Regions from separate parts of the Pan troglodytes genome. Here region 2 is linked to region 1. A link is a contact called in public Hi-C data. All regions are on one chromosome and are shown on one strand. The core of a region is the stretch at or near the end of the contact, and the rest is flanking DNA. Distances in the headings are between cores, read along the strand shown.

Evidence for each region. A called contact is a pair of places that touch in the nucleus more often than the background predicts.
Region 2: a Hi-C map of stem cell-derived neural progenitor cells shows a contact between it and region 1, with 5 times the contacts expected there. The contact joins two enhancer-like sites. A contact is called at or near these places in 2 of 7 Hi-C or Micro-C datasets (induced pluripotent stem cells and stem cell-derived neural progenitor cells).

Annotation. Positions count from the first base shown.
Region 1 is chr4:171,819,646-171,827,007 of NHGRI_mPanTro3-v2.0_pri, reverse strand. No RefSeq gene overlaps it. Among named protein-coding and RNA genes, the nearest start is that of NSG2, 130 kb to the right of the region's middle. Within about 2 kb of position 5,272, at least 11 of the 24 cell types and tissues checked have an H3K27ac peak or open chromatin away from gene starts, as enhancers often do. A contact at or near this core is called in stem cell-derived neural progenitor cells, where this site is marked.
Region 2 is chr4:171,957,766-171,964,881 of NHGRI_mPanTro3-v2.0_pri, reverse strand. No RefSeq gene overlaps it. Among named protein-coding and RNA genes, the nearest start is that of NSG2, 270 kb to the right of the region's middle. Within about 2 kb of position 1,556, at least 11 of the 24 cell types and tissues checked have an H3K27ac peak or open chromatin away from gene starts, as enhancers often do. A contact at or near this core is called in stem cell-derived neural progenitor cells, where this site is marked.

The DNA.
Region 1 (7,362 bases), core at 4,023-6,522:
CCCCAGGGCTGCCAAGCGGCTGGTTGGAACCCTCACTTTGAGAAGCACTGGTTGATGAGCAGACCTGGGTAGAGAAAAGGTGGCAGTTGACACAACTTTTGAGGGATGGGGCTGTGCTAAGCACTGGACACTTTATCCTCACAGTAAGTCCATGAAACTGGTGCCACGGTTCTCCCATTTTTCAGAAGAGTAAACTAAGTCAGTGAGGGGCTAGGACAGCCAACACGCGGCAGAGGAGGAGTGCCAGGAAAGAAATAAACAGTCTGGTTGCCAGAAGGTCTGGCAAGGCCAATTGAGACAGGGTGATCAAGAAAGGCTTCTCTGAAGAGGTGGCATGTCAGTTGAAAATTGAAATAAGTGTGTGAATGAACTCGCAATGAGAGAAGACTATCTTTTTACCATTTATGTGTGCTTAATACCGTGCTAAGTTAAACTAATGCTTACAACAGCCTTTGAAGTAATTACTTTTATTATGTCAATTTTCTACATAAGGGAATTGAGGCTTGCTATAGACTGAATGTTTGTGTTTCTCCCAAATTTGTATGTTGAAACCCTAACCCCCAAAGTGAGGGTATTCAGAGATGGACTTCCGGGAGGTGATTAGGTCACAAGGGTGGAGCCCTCATGAATGGGGTTAGTGCCTTTTTGAAAAGAGGCTCCAGAGAGCCCCTTTGCCCCTTCCACCACTTGAGGATGCAATGAGAAGACCGCCATCCATGAGCCAGAAAGCAGGCCCTCAACAGACACTGACTCTTCCGGCCCCTTGACCTTGGACTTCTCAGCCTCCAGAACTGTGAGAAATATCTGTGGTATAAGCCACCCAGTCTGTGGTATTCAGTTATAGCAGCCTGAACCAACTAAGACATGGCATAAAGAGGTGAAGCAACCACCCCACTAGAAAGTCAAGGGGCCAGGATACAAAGCCAGGAGGTCTGATGCAATAGTGCCTGCCTTCAGCCACTGCATTTTACAAACTCCCAGGCAGTAGAAGACGGGAGTGGTCACGGGAGGCACTGCACTGTGGGGATGGTGTTGGCTCTGGTGTCAGCCAGATCTGGGGTTGAATCCCTGGCGTGGGACCTTGAACAAGCCACTGTGCTTCTCTGATGTTCCGATTCCTTGCCTGTAAAACGCAGAAAGGAACAGCAACTCTGTGCACTGTTTTAAAGACTTAGTCAGTTGATATGTAGTTAGTCCAGTTTCTGGCACATATGGAGCACTCAGAAAGTGGCAGTCATTGTCACTATTGCTTTGTGTTGTGATGGCTTCCAGTGTAGCCTTTCAGCCAGAAACTGGAAGGCCTCCAGGGTCGTCAGAATTGCCCATCTGATATAAATCCAGGTTTCCCCACTAGGATATCAGCCTCCAGCAATTTCACTAACACTCACTCCATCTTTCACAACCTTAGAGGAATATCAAACCGATCCATCCTCTACCAATGGCTTCCTGTCCCTCAGCCATGAAGTCTTTCCTTCCCTGTGACTCTGTTTGAGTGATGGGGAGTGGATGAGGGGCTGGGCTGTTCCATGTGGGAAAACGAAGCTGAACGCGTCTCTGTTCTCGTCTTCCTTAAACCGAAACTTCCTCTGCTCAGTTGGGAATTGCCTTACCGAGGAAAACACACATTTTCTTTTCATCCTGTAGCTGTTTCTTTTTGGCTTTGGTCAGAGTTGGCAGAATTGCCGTAGGTTTCCAGCCAGAATCACAAGGCAGTTATCACACATGAACACACACACCCGGCTTTGTTTCTAAATCGTTTCAGCCCCTCTGCTTATACATTCCACGTCCTCTAACTTCGCACCACCTGCCCTCTTTTTACCCACAAGGAAACCCAAATCCAGTTCCGTTCGACAGATATTCACTAAATGAGTGAGTTTCCAGACCCAGGCCTGGAGCTGCTGCAGGGAGACTCAGGGACAGTTCCAGATGAGTCCCTGCACGTGAGAAATGCAGTCTCGTGCAGGTCACACCTGGTCACTCTGCTTTCAACCTTCCATGGTGTGATGGAGACAGCTAGCTGCTCATCAAACGTGTCCTCCTCCTCCAGGCACACAGCTGAGACACATCCCCAGCCTCCTTCACAATTAGGCATGACCCTGTGTTATAGGATTACATTCTGGGCCACAAAAATTTATATGTTGAAGTCTTAACCCTCAGGACTTCAGAATGTGACTTATGTGGAAATAGAGTCTTTGTAGATGTAATTAGCTAAAATGAGGTCAAACTGGAGGAGAGTGGGCCCCTGAACCAATATGACTGGTATCCTTATAAAAAGGGGAAGCTTTTTATACACCCAGAGAATGCCATGTGAATATGAAGGCAGAGATGGGGTGACGTTTCTCCAAGCCAAACCACGCCTAAGATCACTGGCAAACCACCCGACACTGAGGGAGAGGCAAGGGACAGATTCTACCCCAGCACCCTCACAAGGAACCAATCTTGCCAACACCCTGATCCTGAACTTTCTAGCCTCCAGAACCATGAGACAATAAATTTCTGTTGTTTAAGACATCCAGTTTAGGTGACGTGGAAGCCATATGTTGAAGAGGCCATGGCCTCCATCAGCCTGGGTCTCTGCGTGACTGCATGGAGCAGAGCCACCCACCCCCAATACCAACTGGATTCAAATAACAGACAGGGACTTCTATTCAGTAAGCCACTGAGACCTGGGGATTTTTCTGACAATCCTGTTTAAAGTGGCCAGCCCTTATTTCCTTTCATAGCATTTATCACAATTTATAATAATGTTTTTGATTTGGTTACCTACTTATTTTCTGCCTCTGCCACTAAGTAGTAAGTTTTACAAAGTTGGGGGGCACTCCTATTTGTTAACTGCTGCTAGGCCAGTGCACAGCAAATGGCCTAATGCCTAGAAAGCCCTCCTTCCATATTTCTGGATGGGATATTCCTTCTGGTTCGAGAAATGGTCAGGGAAGCAGGCAATGGCTACTCACTGTGACATATAATGACCAGGTTGTGAGCAGGGGGACCACTGTCTTTGAAGGGAAGAAAAGAAGAGCAGAAAACCTCAGCAAGGAACTGATCCCCAATCAGAGTTTGAGAAGAGAAACTGGCGTTTCAGTGGGGCAGAGCAAGTGTGGGAAGGTGTGTGGATAACATCGCACGGATAAGATCGCATTCCAGCAAAGGACGTGGCTCAGACAGGGGCAGGAATGAGTGGAGGACTCTGCGTGTTCTGAGAACAGTAGGGCAGATTATGTGGCCATGTTCAGGGAGAGGTAATACCAAGAAATGCAGCTGGAGAAAGTTGGAGAAGCCGGACCTCAAGGGTCCTGAAAGCTCAGATGAATTTTCACTTAATCCACCAACTGTTGAACCTTTGAGCTCACACCTCATAGAAAGAAACACATTGTACATCACAATCCAGCGCACACCCATTCATGCCTTAACAGAAGAGAAACAGCAGTCTCAAAAGATGGCACAGGCTCCTATCATTAGAAAACAACCAGTTTGGCATTTTCTATTCTAATCCACACTCCATATTTTTAAATGCGGATCTCTTTCACTAAGTGGATTTCACTATAACTATGGGTTATCACCCAGAATTGGAAAAATCACTGCTGCTGGCCATGGAACTGAGTGCTAATGCTTTAAAGGACTGAAGAGTCCTTTGGGTGGACTCTGAGCCAGGGAGGAAGCCAAAGAGACCATGGACTGAGGGGCAGTGGGGCCAGCCCAAGGGAGGCGAGCCTGGCACAGTGCAGTGGTTACGGAAGGCAGATCCCAGAGTGACATCCTGTGAGCAGGGGTAGGCCCGGGGATTGGCAGGAACTCAAGTGCGGCAAATAGCTGTCTCTTTCTAAGGGTTTGGCTGAGCAATGTGGGGGAGTCCTAGGCCAGGCTGCAGGTAACTGTGTGCCCTCCTGGGGGAACTTGCTGATGGATGCTTGGCCGGCATCTTTGGAAAAGAGGGTTTGCTGAGGTGGCGGATAGGACCAGAGGTGTAGAAGGGAGGTGTGTGAGCACATTAGCCTCAGGGGTGGCCAGTGTCTCAGCACTACCCTCAAGAGGACTGGCAAACCCTCAACACAAAGAAGGGCTGTGTGTGTGTGTGTGTGTGTCTGTGCACACGTGTGCACGTATGTATCTGTGCATGTGTGTGTTATGTGTGTGGGTGTGTAAATGTGTGAGTGTGCATGTGACAGTGTAAGTGCATGTGTGTACATGTGAGTGTGTGTGTCTGCATAGGGATGACACATATGATGGCGGCACTCCCTCCCACCACAGGTGTGACATCTTCAGGAAAATATGCCCTCCCTTAATCACCCCTCAGGTGGTGGCCTGGCCCCAGAGCACAGTGGGAAGCTTTGGAGTCAGACAGAATCATGAGATGAACCCCTGAGCTTGCTCTTTACTCACATGTGACGAGCCAAGTTACTTCTTTCTAAGCCTCAGTTTCCATATCTGCAAAGTGAGTGTAGCAATGCCTTCACTGCAAGGTGGTTTTGTGAGGCCCTTCACAGTAAGGTATGGAGGCTTCCTGGCACCTGGCTGACTTACTGGAGGCCATTTCAGAAGGAAGAAGGTTCTGAACTTGACTTAATTCCCACTGGGGCCGCTTGAGATGATCTGCCTCCTTCTAAGCCTCTCTCACTTGTGGACACTGCTGTGGTAGCCATTCACTGCCCTACAGGTCTTTCCTCAGTCTCCCCTGTGACCCTCTTTCTACCCTGGCTACTGACAGATTTTTGAATGACAGAACTAGGAACTAAAGTTCACCTCTGCTCTTCCAAACATAGCCCCTCTGAGTCTCCACATCTGCATCTGTGCAATGGGCACAAGACTCGTCACGCCTCCCTTGGCAGGGTTGTTGTGAGAAGCTGGAGAATTAACACACTTGGAAGGGCATGGTCATCTGCAAAGAAGCTCGAGTAGTGACAGGATAATGGGGAACTGCACGGATGTTGGTGACTCAGGCAAGATGCTGGCAAACTCCCTGCAAAGAATTGGGCACGCAGGACAGCTGGGGCAGCTCAGGACATTGGGTGTGGATGCAGGCTGCCAGTAGCTATAGAGAGAGTTCTCTCTTTCCTTCACTCCTTCCTGCTCCTCTCCCATCTCTTGCCCATATTTGGATTTGGACGTGATTCAAAAAAAGGGGAAGAGAGATTGCCCCAAAGAGGGCCCTAGATGCTCCCAGACAATAGCCCTGTAGACTATGCACCTTATGGCTTCCTATCACCTCCTCTGCCTCCAGACAGGGCCCATGGTAACACCTAAAGCAGGGTCTCCACCATCCCCACCCCCTAATCTTTGCAGCCAGCTCTGCTCCCTGAGCAACGGGGAATAAATACACAGCCTTCAAGGGTTAGAATTCTCTTGGATTCTTGCTGGCACCCAGTTTCCATGGCAACCTGAAACTCTCCTTCGCCATCTTCAGGAATGTCATTAGGCTGCGAGGGGGAGGCTGCAAACAAAGCCACGATGTGTCAGGCTGCAGCAGATGCTGAGGAGGGCAGCTCTGGGGGGCAGAAGCCCTTTTCGTGGCAGGTATTTTTTTTTCTTTAAAATAAAATACATAAACCATTCCATTACATCAAACCAACTAAAGCTTCTGTTTTTCTAAGGAAAAAAGCAACAAAACTAATAACATGTGCCTCAATGCCAGTTAAGGGATTGGAAAATATATGCTCATGTTTCAACACAGACACGATAATAACAATAACGATCCTGCTTGCTTTGTCACATTAAACCCTCCCAACCACCTATTCTATGGATGAGAAAACTGAGTTTATGAGAAGCAAAGCAACCTGTCTAAGGTCACAGATCAGTGTGCGGGGCATAGGGATTTGCAGTCTCTTTCTAACACTGAGTTCCATCCTCAGAGCCTGCTCAGCACTCTGGTACACTCACCAGCATGGCGCTTACAGGAGACAGTGGCCATGTCATAAGCACCTGATTCAGGACCCCGGTGGGGAGAAGGGAAGGGGTACTGGATGCCTTGTTCACTTTCCATCCTCAGGCTGTGGTGCTGATGCAAACCTTCAGCCTGTGCCACTTCCCTTGTGAGGTCTTTCCTCTCCACCTCCATGCAGATGTAAGAGCACCCTCCTCTCAGCCTTTAAAATATTTAGACTTATAGCACTTACCTCATTTACCGAAATTATTTACTAACATATTTGTCCTCCACTAGACTGGAATGCTTTGAGGGCAGAGACTGCATCTGGTTCATTACTGTGATTCAAGCATGTAGCAGGTGCTCGGGAATTTGTGAATGGTTGACTGGCACATGCACCCACACACATGCAGATGGACAGTGAAAAAACGAAAGCATGCAAATGTGAGCAAAAGTTGTTTAAAGCTAAGCCAATGAGAGATGGTACTGGGATGAGTTATTTTTCTATTTGAAAATCTCTTTGGAGTTTTTGGAACACAATTTGCATGATATAAACAAGTCTGATCTGTTGTTGCACCAGTGACCAGGCTCATAGCATGGCTATCTAGGCATGCTCAAGGACTGGAGGCATCTTGTCTTATCTTGTTAAGCACCATTAACATCTCTGGATAGTCTACCCACTTAGAGAAAAATCTATGGCCTTAAATGCATTTATTAGAAAACCACAAGGTTGACAAGAAGGGGCCTTAGCATGCATCTTTTAAAAAAAGGCAGAAAAGAACAAAATAACCCACTGTCTAAAGCACGGGTCCCCAACGCCGGGTCCACTAGGAACGAGGCCACAGAGCAGGAAGTGAGTGGCAGGTGAACGAGCGTTACAGCCTGATCTCTACCTCTTGTGAGATCAGCAGCAGTATTAGATTCTTATAGGAGTGCAAACCCTATTACGAACTGTGCTTGTGAGGGATCCAGGTTGCACACTCCTTACGAGAATCTAATGCTTGATGATCTGAGGTGAAACAGTTTCATCCCAAAACCATTCTTCCCCCCACTCCCCACCCCATCCATGGAAAAATTGTCTTCCATGAAACTGGTCCCTGGTGCCAAAAAGGTTGGGGACCACTGCTCTAAAGGAAGCAATTTAAAAGGATGAAAGCAGAAATTAATAAAATAGAACACAAGCAAAACAAAATCAGTAGATTTGATCAATACAACCAACGATGGTTCTCTAAAAAGATTAATATAATAAACAAATTTCTGGCAATTCTTATTTTAAAAAACCCAGAAAGACCATTTTAAAAAATAGCTTAGAAATGACAGAAGGAAAGGAACCCTTACAGATAAAGGTGATATTAGAAATGTATGTAAGAATGCTTGGTACAACTTACTGTCAATAAATGTGAGCATCTAGATAAAATGAATTATTTCTTAGGAAAATATAAATTATAAAAATAATTTCAAGAAGAGATAGAAAACCTAAATAGATTAATAAACATAGAAGAAAT
Region 2 (7,116 bases), core at 307-2,806, 140 kb before region 1:
ACGCCCTGCAAATAGGCTCCACTCAGTCTTAATGCTAACCCAGGGTTCTATTGTCAAGAGGAAAGGAAAAGCCAAGGTTTCATGGAAGATCTCCTGATCTTTCCATGTTGTCAGTTGCATTTGTGCACGGTTTTTGGTCCTTGAGCCACTGTCCCATCACTACGGCACCCAAACACTGGCAAGAGCCAATACGGATTATCTGTTTCTGTTTGTTTCTTTCTTTCCATTATGGGCTGAGTCGTGTCCCCCCAAAATTCCTGTGTTGAATCCCCAACCCCTAGTACCTCAGAATGTGACTGTATTTGGAGATAGGAAGTTTAAAGAGGTGATTAAGTTAAGGCCATCACGGTGGGCCCTAATCCAAAATGACTGTTGTCCTTATAATAGGATATTAGGACACAGACAGGTACAAAAGGAAAGACGGCGTGAGGACACGGTGAGAAGGTAGCCGTCTGCAAGCCAAGGAGAGAGGCCTCTGCAGAAACCAACCCTGCTGACACCTTCGTGGCAGACTTTTAGGCTCCAGAACTGTGAGGAAATAAAGTCCTGTTGTTTAAGCATTCAGTCTGTAATACTTTGTCCTGACAGCCCTAGCAAATGTCTCCTTCCTTCCTTCCTTCCTTCTTTCTTTCTTTCTTTTTTCTTTTCCTTCCTTCCTTCCTTCCCCTCCTTTCCCTCCTTTCTTCCTTCTTCCTTCCATGCCTCCTCTCTCTCTCTCTCTTCCTCCTATACCTGGTGGGACATAATGCGATAAAATTAAAGAAGGAAGCGATGGCTGCAGGGTGGACTGGGGCAGACCCGTCTGGAGAAAGGTGCTCCTAAGCACAGATCCACCCCCACACGCTTCCATGAGACATTCCACTCAGCTTCCTTCAGGGACCAGGGTGGACTGTGCTTGGGAACAGTAGGGGTGAAGGGCGAGGCCGGAGGGCATGTTCTCTACACTGATGGCTGCAGGGCAAGGTGGTGGGGCTCCGGAGGGCTCTTGTGAGCAGGGCTGCGGAGAGAATGGAAAAGAGAAAGAAGGGTGGAGAGGGAGGGCCAGGAGATGCCTGCCTCCTACCCCCAAATCTCTAAAATTCTACTCAATCTCACAAAAGGAAATCTACCATGGATTTCCTAATGGTGCTGACAAAGCGGCTACCATCAGGGTCAGGGGGAGACAAAGACCCCGCCAGCTGGTGCAGGAGGTGAGGAGTGGGTGTGCGGGGAAACCGGGTGGGGCAAGTCGCTAGGAGGCCTCGACCGGCGCCCGAGCCACGTGTGTGCACAAATAACACCACAATCAGCGCCCCCACACCCAGTGAACCGGTGCGCGCTTCCTCCCATTGCAGCAGCGGGAGACTCAGGCTCTGAGCAGGCTGGGGAGCCGGCCCTTGCCGCCAGCGAGCTGCAGGGCTGGGACTCGACCCTCGGCTCACCAGGTTCCCTGCGCGGCCCTGGCATCGTGGCCACCCGCTCTGGAAGCCGGGGCTTCAGACTCTCTTCTCTCCAGCAAGCCTGGGCCGCAGAAGCCGGGACCGCAAAACAAAGGAGCTCGCGTTTGCGGGGAGCGGCCTGGCCACCAGGGGGCAGCGTGCGTCCTCCGATGCCACAGCTGGGCCGCCTTTGTCGCGGTGCAGCCCGGCCCGCACCCCGCAGCTGCCCGTCCGGGGACCCTCACAGGCCCCCGAGCCCCCGCGCCCCCGCGCGCCCGGGTCTGCCTCCTGAGCTGCTCCTGCCGCCAGCCCTTCCCCCCTTTGACTGGCGGATTGAATGTCGGCCGTCCCTCTGGGCCTAGCTGGAAGATCTGCCCACGCAGCCTTCCTTCGGCTTCGGCAGAGACAGGCATCCGCCGCCGCCGGGCCGCAGCCCACCCGCCCCTCCAGCAGCCCCCGCTCTGCGGTGAAAGTCTTCCCAGCGTCCAGTGCAGCGCAAATGCAGATGCCAGCATCCCAGTGCCGTCTAGATGGAGCCAAGACGCCTGCAGAAATACGGGGGCTGCCGGGCCTCCTGGGTCAGGAGAGCTGTAGGGCCCATGTCTGTCCCATGCTGGCTACACCGGGCTGGGCGCTGGGAAGGTCCGTTTAGTTTACGGATCTTTCTCCACCAGCCCACGGCAGCCTCCTTGGGCCAGGACCACGTCTGAGTCGCCCCTGTCCCCCCAGGCCCAGCTTGGTGCTTGCTGGTCGAGACCTCTGTGGGTTCCCAGGGGTGCCCTGGGGGACCCTCTCAGGCATGGCCCCCTTTTGAGGGGGGCCCGCCCTCCCGTGTTTCTCCTGGTCTGGGGCGCCTGTGCTTCGAGTCCTCTGTACACCCAAGGAACCCTCCGCTGAGGCAACATGGCAATCAGCAGAGTTGGGATCTCAACCCCGGCTGGCTGTTCCCATGGGTGCTGCGAACCCCAGCCTCCTGTCCCCGCCCCCGGGCCTCCTCACACACAGAGGGAAGAGTGTGCCGCTGCTCTGCACCGAAGCTTACACCCAGCTGGAAGATGTCCTTCGTGCGCATTTCCTCATTTCACCCTCAAAAAGCCCCGCAAAGTCGAAACGCTGCCACGCCCATTCCACAGATGAGGACGCTAAGGCCCAGAGCTGGGGAGAAACCCGCACAAGCTCAGCCTCCTGGCGGGGCCTCCCAGAGCTCTGCACCCTTCCTGGAACCTGCCCACCCCCATTTGCTGTCCCCTGCCCTCTGATTCTGAAGCATTCTCCTGCCCTCTCTCTCAGCCCCCCGTCTGTTTCCTGAGAGGGTGACACAATATGTTCTTGTATAGTTTCTCATGACTGCTACTGCCTGTCTTTCCTCAATTCTGAGCGCCATCCAGGCAGGAACCATGCTAATTTTGTTCACCATCCTATTCCTGCTCATAGCAGTTTGCCTGACACATAGTAGCTATTCAATGAAATGTGTTGAACGAATGACTGAAAATTCAAAACATCCTTGAGGGAGTATGTTATATCATCCTCATCACCACCCCATGTTACAGATAAGGAAGGAATCTGAGCTCGGAATTAGAGCTGGAATTTAAAAGAAGGAAAATTTCGGATACAAATTAATCAAGAAGTCTATCAAAGTATTGTATTTGGTTAAAGAGTTTATAAATATGATATTACACATATGTATATTGCAGATACCCAGCGTGCGTTAATAACAGAAATAGAACGGACAAAAATAGTCAACTTGATGAAACGCACCACATGAAGACAAAGGTGACGGACAGAGGAGGCTTTGGAGCGTTTACGATGCTGTTACGATGGGTGTGCTGTGAGCCAACAACACAGTTGGAATTTGACCGAGTGGAGCAGAGAGCCAGGCTGAGGCTAAAATGTCCCAGCACTGTGCGGGCTTCCCTGGTCATGCCCCCCTCCTGCTGCTAATGGATTTATGAAAATAGTAACACAAGCTACAGGTAAATAAGTAATCAGCCGGGCCCTGCCAGCGGTAGCCTTGCTAGCTACACCTAGAAGAGAGGTTGGGAGAGTTTGCAGTGAATTTGAGTTGCTCATGAAATGCCTGTACTGAACGGTGGGTTTGGAGCCCTTAAGAGACCCCATGCCTGCTGGGCATGGTGGCTCACACCTGTAATCCCAGCAGTTTGGGAGGCTGAGGCGGGCAGATCACCAGGTCAAGAGATCGAGACCATCCTGGTCAACATGGTGAAACTCCGTCGCTACTAAAAAAAATACAAAAATTAGCTGGGCGTGGTGGCTCACACTGTAGTCCTAGCTACTGGGGAGGTTGAGGCAGGAGAATGGCTTGAACCTGGGAGGTGGAGATTGCAGTGAGCCAAGATTGCACCACTGCACTCCAGCCTGGCGACAGAGTGAGACTCTGCAAAAAAAAAAAAAAAGAGAGAGACCCCATGCCTGCTGGGGCACCCTCTTATACACTGCCCTGTGGAATGAGTTCAGATGGTCTCCATTTATGAGTGAGAGGAAGTCATGGAGGGAGAGAAAGGGTCCGCAAAGAGAAGGGACTCCGCTGGCCTTGGCCTCACAGCAGGTGGCAGGGAGAGGGCACCCACCCAGCTCTGCACAGCTGCCTAGGCTGAAAACTGTTCCCGGGGCAGGGCAGGAGCTGAATCCTAGCAGGCTTTGCCATCTCCAGCTCCAGTCGCGTGCCATGAATTATTCCTCCAGCATCAGGGACACTGTCCAAGCCTGGCGACATGACGGGTTTTTAATTTATGACGCTTCCCAAAAGGAGGCTGCTGGAGGCCGAACTGTGAGCCACTCGGGAGAGCCTGCCGTCCTTACGCCCTCTGCACATTTGTCAACCCCACAGCACAGGCCAGGCCCTGGGCTCAGAGCCCCGTGAGCAACCTCAGGGGAGACAAAAGAGCTGAATTCAGACCTCTGATTTGCCTCTTACTAGCTGTGTGATGTGGGGGAAGCTACTAGGCCTCTCTGGGCACTTGTCCTCATTTGAGAAACGGGCCAACCACTCACAAGGTTTGGGTGTCATGTCGATGAGAAATTGTATGTGAAATGGAAATACGCCTGATGCCATCAAGGCAAAAGGACTACTAGGCTTCTGGCCTCCAAGCCAAGGCTTTCTCCAGATCAAAAGGCAGAGATAGTAGCGGCGTGGGGAGGGGTGGGGGACAAGCCGTGGGGCCTTTGAATGCTGGGCACTGAACTTGGATTTGATCCTAGGGGGCAGGGAGTGTTTGAAAGGAAGTGTTCAGGTTTGCATTTCAGGAAAGGCTCACGGGAGGCTGGAGTCTGGGCGAGGCAGGCACGGGAGATAAGCAGGTAGGTGTCTGCCAGGGTGATGGGGGAAGCTGGGGAACACAGGAGCAGGGCCACGGACCTCAGAGCTGCTCTGTTTCCATTCATGTCCCTATTATGGGTCACATTTGTGCTGCGCCAGGGAAGACCCACACCCCCTGGCTCTCTGCAATTTGGGGGCCTCCTCACTTGGCTTTTACCCTAATCTTTGAACCTGCCTCTTTCTGTCCATTCCCTGTGAAACATCAGAATTTAAACATTTTCTTTTGAAGGAGGCTGTGTGGTATCCAGAAGGGGAACTGAGGAAAATGTCCTGAGTTTCACTTCCCACTATTCCTACTATTCACACTGTACCTTGGGCAAGGATCTCGGGTTGGGAGAGTATCCGGGTTAACCAGGGGGACCCAGTGGCCTCAGAAAGGTCCCCCTGAAAGGGAGGCGGGAGAGAGAGATGAAGATTCTATGCCGCTGGGCTTTGGAGATGAAGGGAGAAGCTACGAGTGGAGGAATGTAGGCAGCCTCTAGAAGCTAGAAAAGACGATGGAAAGCATTCTCTCCTAGAGCTTCCACAAGGAACGTAGCCCTGTGATACCTTAATTTTAGCCATTGAGACCCGTTTTGTACTCCTGATCTCCAGAACTACAAGAGAATAAATGGATATTGTTTTTAGGCAGTACATTCATATGTTACAGCAACAGTAAGAACATAATGCCTCCTCTCTCTCTCTGGGCCTCAGTTTCCCCACCAGGGTTGTGGACACAGGGCATGCTTCATGCTCAGGCTCTGTTGAGTGGGACCCAAGGCTGTATGGAGACCAAGCCGACCTTTCCCGCTCAGGACACCTGGACTGTCCCGGTGCCCACCATGGTAAAGGCCGATGCCTGTCCCATGGGTTGTGGGTGAGGTGAGTGGGTGAGAGGGACAATAGGGACTGGTGGGGCCTGTGGAAAAACACAGAGCAAAGGCTTTGGCTACCGGGGCAGCCCCATGCATGTGGCCAGGTGAGGAGGCAGGCCCAGGTGGCCGGAGGGCCCAGCTCTGCTTAGAGAAGCCAGAATGATTGGTTTTCATGTGAAATCTCCAGCCTTTAGATGTTGCCAACCAATTAGAAAGAATTCAACACCGAGCGAGCCAAACCAAACACATGTGCAGCCCAACCTGGCCTCGGGGCTGCAGCAGCACCGCCTCCAGCTTGTTCATGCAAACTCTGGGCTTTGGAACCAGCCAGACTCGGGCTAGAAGTCCGGCTCTGCCACAGCCCTGTGTCCTTGGGCAATGTACCCACCTCTTTGAGCCTCAGTTTCCTCATCTGTAGAAAAAGGGTAAAACTGCTCACCTCACTAGGTTGGATGAAGAATAAATTATGGAGTGCATGTGAAGTGCATGGAGTAGGCCCCGGCTGGGAATTCACTAGCTGTGACATGTGCGTCATTATCACTATGACAATTATTTTATTGTGTGGGTGGGAGGACAGCTGCCCACACCTCTGTATCCTGTGCTGGTCCTTCCGGTAAGAAGGGCCTCTGTGTCAATTCATGATGGCAACTTAGAGACCGGGCTCTGCAGAAAAGAGCCCGGCAGCCCGCTGTCTCTGAGTTCGTATCTCGGGGGGACGTGGGAAGTGTAGTGAGCTCACAGCACACCCAGCCGGGTGCAGGAATACTGTACGGGAAGGTGCTACAGAGAGCAAGGCGAGTTCACTGCTGCCTTGAATCCCAGTGGCATCCATCAGCATCCCTATCTGTTCGCTTACAAAGCAGCACTTGCCAGCCTCCTCAGATTGCCTCTGCTCCACCAGGCAGACTGATGGATAGCTCTGCAGCCGCCACGCCCCCCCTCACCCCAGGAGGTAGCATTCTCAGTGCTTCCCAGACTTTATCCATTACACTATAGCCAATGTCGTCTCCTGCAATCTTTTACTTACTGTTTTACTTTAGGTTGACTCATTTCTCATATACATTTAGGTCGATCTTAGCAACACCATATGTAAAATAATGAGTTGGATGAGTACTTTTTTCTTATGTATGTTAAGACAAATGCATCTCTGTTAAAATTTACAAATTTGTCATTGGAAGATCAGCCCGCCTGCCCCCGTGACGGTGGGGGCATCTCCTTTGGGTTGGGTGTGATCTCGCCCTCCCTGTTTCTCCCTGTGGGGTTTTCTCCCATCCTTGGTTGCTGCCGCGGCCCCTGCCCTGGGGACTGAGACATCAGAGGGAGCAAGCAGAGAGAGTGATCCTGAGTATGTTCCTTCCGGCATCCTCATCTGCTCTCGATTCTTTAAAGACGTATTTTACAGTGTGTTTGACTCATTCATTCATGCCTTCCGCCTGTAGAATGCTTCCCAGTCCTTTCATTGCAATTAAATGTGTGAACTAAGTATGTGGCTTCTAGAGCTCCCACT